Linked DNA regions of Sus scrofa: region 2 is linked to region 1. The links are chromatin contacts, called in public Hi-C maps. All regions are on one chromosome and are shown on one strand. Each heading gives the region's core, a stretch centred on a gene start, on an enhancer-like site or on the middle of the called end of the contact. The rest is flanking DNA. Distances are from core to core; before and after follow the strand shown. Region 1 overlaps KALRN (kalirin). Region 2 overlaps KALRN (kalirin).

Region 1 (2,841 bases), core at 111-2,610:
AAAGGCTCTTGAGACTTTATCCTCGACGTCAAAGCCCTGCCTGCTGACCTTTGCTCCACAGCCTTGCTCTCCAGCCCATCTTTCCCAGTTCCCCTGTTCAACCTCCCCCAGGAAGGACCAGGAGCCCGGGAAGACTCCCTACCAATGTTTTCCTAACCCTGACTCCGGATCGTGCCCATAGACGATGCCCCCCCTCATGTTTCCTCCTCTTCCTTTGAAACAAATCAGCGTGTGGACTGGAGGAGGGCCACCCTTCTCACACGGTATCTTTGTACTTGTCTCCAGCCCCCTGTGGACTACAAGGCCCATGCGGGCAAGGGCCACATTTCCTTCACTGTCATTGCCTCAGAGTCTAGCACGATATCTGGCACATAAGCGCTCTGCTGAATTTTGTCAAATCCGTAACAATTGTCAACGGTGGGGTCCTAACCGGGGGAGGGAGAATTGAGAAAATGCCTTGTAAGGAACTTGGAGTGTTTTCCGATTTCCATGAATCTGGAACATGACTTGTTCTGGAATCTCATTGGGTCTGAGTCAGGGTCTGAGGTTTAGCCCATTGTGATAGTCCCTCCTCTCTGCTCTCCCAGAGGCTGGTCCCCATGACACTGAGCACGTGCTGCCATCCAGCATAACATCCTCCCTGCACGATAACTGCCCTACCAGACTTGTTTTTTTGTTTCTTATTTTCTTTTTGTTTTGTTTTTTCCTTTTTAGGGCTGCACCTGCGGCATATGGAAGTTCCCAGGCTAGGGGTTGAATTGGCGCTGTAGCTGCAGGTCTGCATCATAGCCAGAGCCACACCAGATCTGAGCTGCAGCTTGCAACAATGCCAGATCCTTAACGCCATGAGCAAGGCCAGGGATTGAACCTGCATCCTCATGGAGACTACGTCGAGTTCTTAACCCACAGAGCCACAATGGAAACTCCCCTACCAGACTTATGAACCTGCTGAAGAGCGTAACCTGTCCCTGTGTTTTAGGTACCCTCTGTCGTGTTGCTTAGCACCCTGAGTACAGTAGGCCAGGCAGGATTTGTTCAATCACAGTAACTGAGGTCACTCGTGAGCAGACTCTAACCTGGGCCTTCTGACCATCTTGTCTAATGATCATGAGTGGTTTGGGCAAGGACCTGGGACCTGAAGGGTTAATCACAAGCTGCACGTTCCCTGAAGCCTAATCTTTTCCTTCCTTAGAAACACTTTGGGGGCCCATGAGGATCGGAAGGAAGCGGGAGCGGAGGGAAGATGACTTTGTTTCTATAAAACGCACGTTCTCTGGCTGGGAGACCTGCGTCCAGGAGGAGGAGGCTGTGTAGACCCTGTGGGCAAGAGCTGTCAGGAATCTGGTTTTATTTGAACAGCAGAGGGCGGCAGGTGCCTCCTCCGAGAACCACCACAATGCAGCCCATGGCTAACTCTGCTTCTTCCTACTGGAGACAATTCCAGTCGTTTTTGCTTGGGTTTTCTTTAAAGTGGGAGGGTGGCGAAGCAACAGGAAAGGCTTACAGGGAAAATCAACCAGCAATGAATAACAAGCTGAGCTTGAGGAAATCTGGAGTCTATTTTTATGGCCAGTCAGTGTCCAAGATTCTGACTCCGAGACCTGAGAATGAGGGTGAAATCCTCATTAATCTAGAAAACCAGGTGTCAACTGACTCCAGAAGAAAAACACCTGTTTTTGCTAAATCCTTCATCACCTGTCACAAAACACAGTTCAAAACTATATATTGAGAGCGCTGAGGGAACCAGGCTGGTCAGACAAAACAACGCAAGTGTCCTAAACTCATCTCAGAGCTACCTTGAATGAAACATGATTTCTATACTCTGCCTCTTCTTTCTAGTCTCTTTGTGCTTGTTTCATGTGACTCTATGTTCAGAGGGAGTGGGAAAGGTATTTCAGATGATGAGATTTGGCAATAAAATTGGAAAACAAACAAATTGAGGTAGGATTTCCGGTTTGGAGGTTTAACCAAACCTTGACGTTTCCAATCTTGCAGACATGATTTTCTCAGTTTTTAGAAAACATTTCTCTAAAAATTTAGAAAATAGTCCTACCTCCGCTCATCTCTAAGAGGGTATAAAACAAGCCACAATTTTTAAAAAAATCCAACACAATCCCAAACAGCAACAGCATCTCTCTTTGAACTAGCTCCTTATCGCCTAAGTATTTCCATTATCATTTAGTTCTGTTTTTCCTTCAACCACGATTTTTTTCTTTGACCCAATTGCAGTAGACATGTTTTAAAATCTACAAATGAGATTTAAAAAAATTATCTTCTTGCTACTGCTTTCTAACTTAATTGCACGGTGGTTGCAGTTTGGCCTATACAGTACTGACTCCTTGATTTTTGTTGGGATTTGTTCTATAAATAGTTGATGGTCACTTTTCATGAAAAGTTCCAGGTGTTTCTGAGAATGTATAAAGCACGAATTGTTGGGTAGAGCTGGGAATGTCCACGTGTTGAGCACATTAATTGCTTCATGGGGATTTCTAATCCAAATTCGTTTCCTGGAGTTCCTGTCGTGGCTCAGCAGAAACGAATCTGACTAGTATCCATGAGGACATGGGTTTGATCCCTGGCCTCGCTCAGTGGGTTAAGGATCTGGCATTGCCGTGAGCTCTGGTGTTGCTGTGGCTGCGGTGGAGGCCAGCAACTGCAGCTCTGATTCCAGCCCTAGCCTGGGAATCTCCATATGCCACAGGTGTGGCCCTAACAAAACAAAACAACAACAATAAAAAGCAAGTCCTTTTCCTATTCCTCCTTGATATTTTCCCTAGAGAACATTTAGGGTGTTCTCAAAAATAAAAAGGCTAAAATATGACTTTAACAGAATAAGGAAAA
Region 2 (2,841 bases), core at 250-2,749, 110 kb after region 1:
GCATTAATTTTATCTTTTTTGTTGTTTTTAAGCTTCTCCAGGTGATTCCAGGGTGGAACCAACTTTAAGAAGCATTGATGCCTGGGTCTTCCTCTCCCCATTCCTCTCAAGACTCAGATTAATTCACTCCGGGTGAGGCTGCATCAGGTTTTTTTTTAATTTTTTTTCCCCTTTCTTTCTTCTTTTGGCTGCCCTGAGGCACATGGAGTTCCCAGGCTAGGGATCAGATCCCAGCCACGGCTGGGGCCTGAACTGCAGCTGAGGCAACGCCAGATCCTTAACCCACTGTGCCAGGCTGCTGATCAAACCTGCATCCTGGCACTCCCAAGATGCCACCAATCCTGTTGCGCCAAAATGGGCATTTCATGCACCAGGGGTTTTTAAAGGTCCCCAGGTGTTTGTAACATGCAGCACAGTTTGAGAACCATGGTATAGTGTAGTAGCTCTCAAACTTGAGCAGGCATCAGAATTCCAGGAGATTGAGTTAAAACACAGATTTCTGGGTCCTACTCCCAGATTTTCCAATTCTACAGGTCTGGGGTGGGGTCTGAGGATCTGCATTTCTACCAGTTCCCAGAGGATGTTGATGCTGTGGGTACAGGGGCCACACTTTGAGAGCTGCTAGTGTATTACATCTTCCCCCTCCTGTCTGCAAGCTATGTCCCCTCTTTTTGTAATCGCACTTTGATTTTTCCTTGAGGAGCCAGCCCTCCTCCAGTCTCAGACCATGTTTTTGGATGTAGTCCACATCCTCCCTCTGTCCACCCTCCACTCTAAGGATGGGCCCATGACCTGGGCTTGGCCAGCCAGGGAATGGTCACATTTAGCACATGACCCAATTTCAGCCAAAGGTCATAAACCAGGAGGTCTTAGCAAGAACTCCTGGGAGAGCAACAATTCCTTCCCAGAAGATTTCTAAGTTGGTGGCCTGTTAACATGAAGCAGTGGGAGACCGTATTGCCATAACCACATAGGCATAAGCCGCCTGAGAATAAAGCCAATGTGGAGGAAAGGATGAAATGAGAGAGGCTGGATGCCATCTCCTGGATAACTAGATACACTTCTCCCCAAAGCCTGTCTATCCCGGGACCTCATCTGAGCCCTGTCTTTTTGCATAAGACAGCAGAATATCTATAATCTCAAGGTTTTCAAACCCCACCCCACCCACTCCCAAAGTTCAGGCTAAGAGCCACCAAGCTGTAGCAATATCTTTAGAGTGTTCCTAATTTCCAAACAAATGCTTGAGCCTTCCCCTTATTTTTGTCATGGTCTGTCTTCAATGATGCTTCCAGTCAGAGTCCATCTTACATGAATTACGCTCTTTCCCTCCCTATGTGTCCATTTTATCTCATCTCCATTCCCCACAACAGTGAACCCCAAAGAATTCCTGCTGGTCTCAGCCTGCAGACACACTGAGCCGGGTATATCACAGTGCTGGGCTTGGTATCGGGAACCAGTAGGAACGCCCTGTCACACGGGCTTCAGGAACACTGGACCATGACCGCAGGCGTCTGCCCTTTTCACCGAGAGACACGGGTGCAATGTTGTCCTTTCGAGTTATTCTCCTCGAATTTACAGGAACAGAGTTTTCCAAAAAAAAATCCCGGTATTTATCCACATTTCCTAATGAGAACTCAGCCCAGTGACAGAAGGAACAGCAACTTTGCCCCAACTCAGGCCTAGAGAACCTTTTTAAGTGCCAAATACAGGACATGCCCTCTGCAGGACCTGCCCAGTGAAGGCTGTGCTCAGGGTTTCTGGCGACCACAGAGGACAGGCCTGCCTGCCCCACCTGCACCGTAACCAGTCACTTGCCTGCCTTTTCCTCCAGCAGAGAATGTCACTTCCAGCGCCCACTCCCAGATGGTGAGCCAGAGTGCTAGCTAGAGTCCTGAAGAAGCTCTGCAAGTGATTTCAACGCGAAATGAGGGCTAAGGACCGCGGACCTTGGGACTATGGGATTAGCTCCTGCATGGAAAATACACCACTTAGGAAGCACCTGGACTCACACATTTTCACTTTCTCAAACTCTGACAGCTGGGACTTTGACTCATTCTCCCACGGCCTGCTATGCTCTCCAGTTACCTAACCGCATCTGCCTGTAGATTTCCGGCCTGTGAACTGCCTGATGCCTGATACCAGGGTGGCTCCTAATCGTCCCCAAATTATTCAGTCTTGGCTTCTACTTGTGACTGTGGCCTAAATTCTAAGGGTCTTGCCAAAGAACTGATCATTTATTCAACAAACAGTTGGTTTTGAATATCTACTATCTGCAAGCCACTAAACTAACTTATACGTGGGAATTTACATGGGAAGCATATGAGAAATATAAACTGAACAACACCTGTTCCCTGAGAAAAGACAAAGGACAGGGGGAGTTCTAGGAAATCAGTTCGTTCATTTTTTTGTGGCAGAAGAAGGAATCTGGAGACAGACCAAGACTGGACATAAGGTAGAGGTTTCATGTTTATGTAAAGAAGCAGAACTGAGATCATAATCATCAGTGACCAGAAACACGTACATTGCTTTTATATTTAATTTGAGCTCCAATTACGTCTTTCAAAATTATATAATGTCCACGTGGATGACCACTGCCAGGTTATATGTTATTAAAATAGCAAGGTTTACAAAAATAAAGCATGATTGCCAGCATTCTGCATAGTACTCTCTTCCCCTAATTACGCCTGTTGATGTGGTCTAAGCATGGCACCACTGCGGGCCCTGTGGGTGCCTCTATCCCCTTGGTGGCAGCTCCTAGACTCCAGGGACTAGATCACTAGGCAGCTCTTCCTCTCCATTTTCAACTATGCCCTGCAAATGTGTCCCTCTGTCCCTCTGTGC

Evidence for each region. Hi-C and Micro-C count contacts between places; a contact is called where the count stands out from the background.
Region 2: a contact with region 1 is called in a Hi-C map of liver, with 2.2 times the contacts expected there. The contact joins two enhancer-like sites. A contact is called at or near these places in 3 of 5 promoter capture datasets (fetal liver, liver and skeletal muscle), 27 of 47 Hi-C or Micro-C datasets (adipocytes, adipose tissue, alveolar macrophages and 15 more) and 1 of 2 datasets of contacts at active chromatin or transcription factors (skeletal muscle).

What each region holds. Positions count from the first base shown.
Region 1 is chr13:135,683,426-135,686,266 of Sscrofa11.1, forward strand. The region is part of intron 55 of KALRN (kalirin); the gene reads right to left. Among named protein-coding and RNA genes, the nearest start is that of UMPS, 34 kb to the left of the region's middle. Within about 2 kb of position 1,361, at least 6 of the 83 cell types and tissues checked have an H3K27ac peak or open chromatin away from gene starts, as enhancers often do. A contact at or near this core is called in liver, where this site is marked.
Region 2 is chr13:135,788,897-135,791,737 of Sscrofa11.1, forward strand. The region is part of intron 38 of KALRN (kalirin); the gene reads right to left. Among named protein-coding and RNA genes, the nearest start is that of UMPS, 140 kb to the left of the region's middle. Within about 2 kb of position 1,500, at least 4 of the 83 cell types and tissues checked have an H3K27ac peak or open chromatin away from gene starts, as enhancers often do. A contact at or near this core is called in liver, where this site is marked.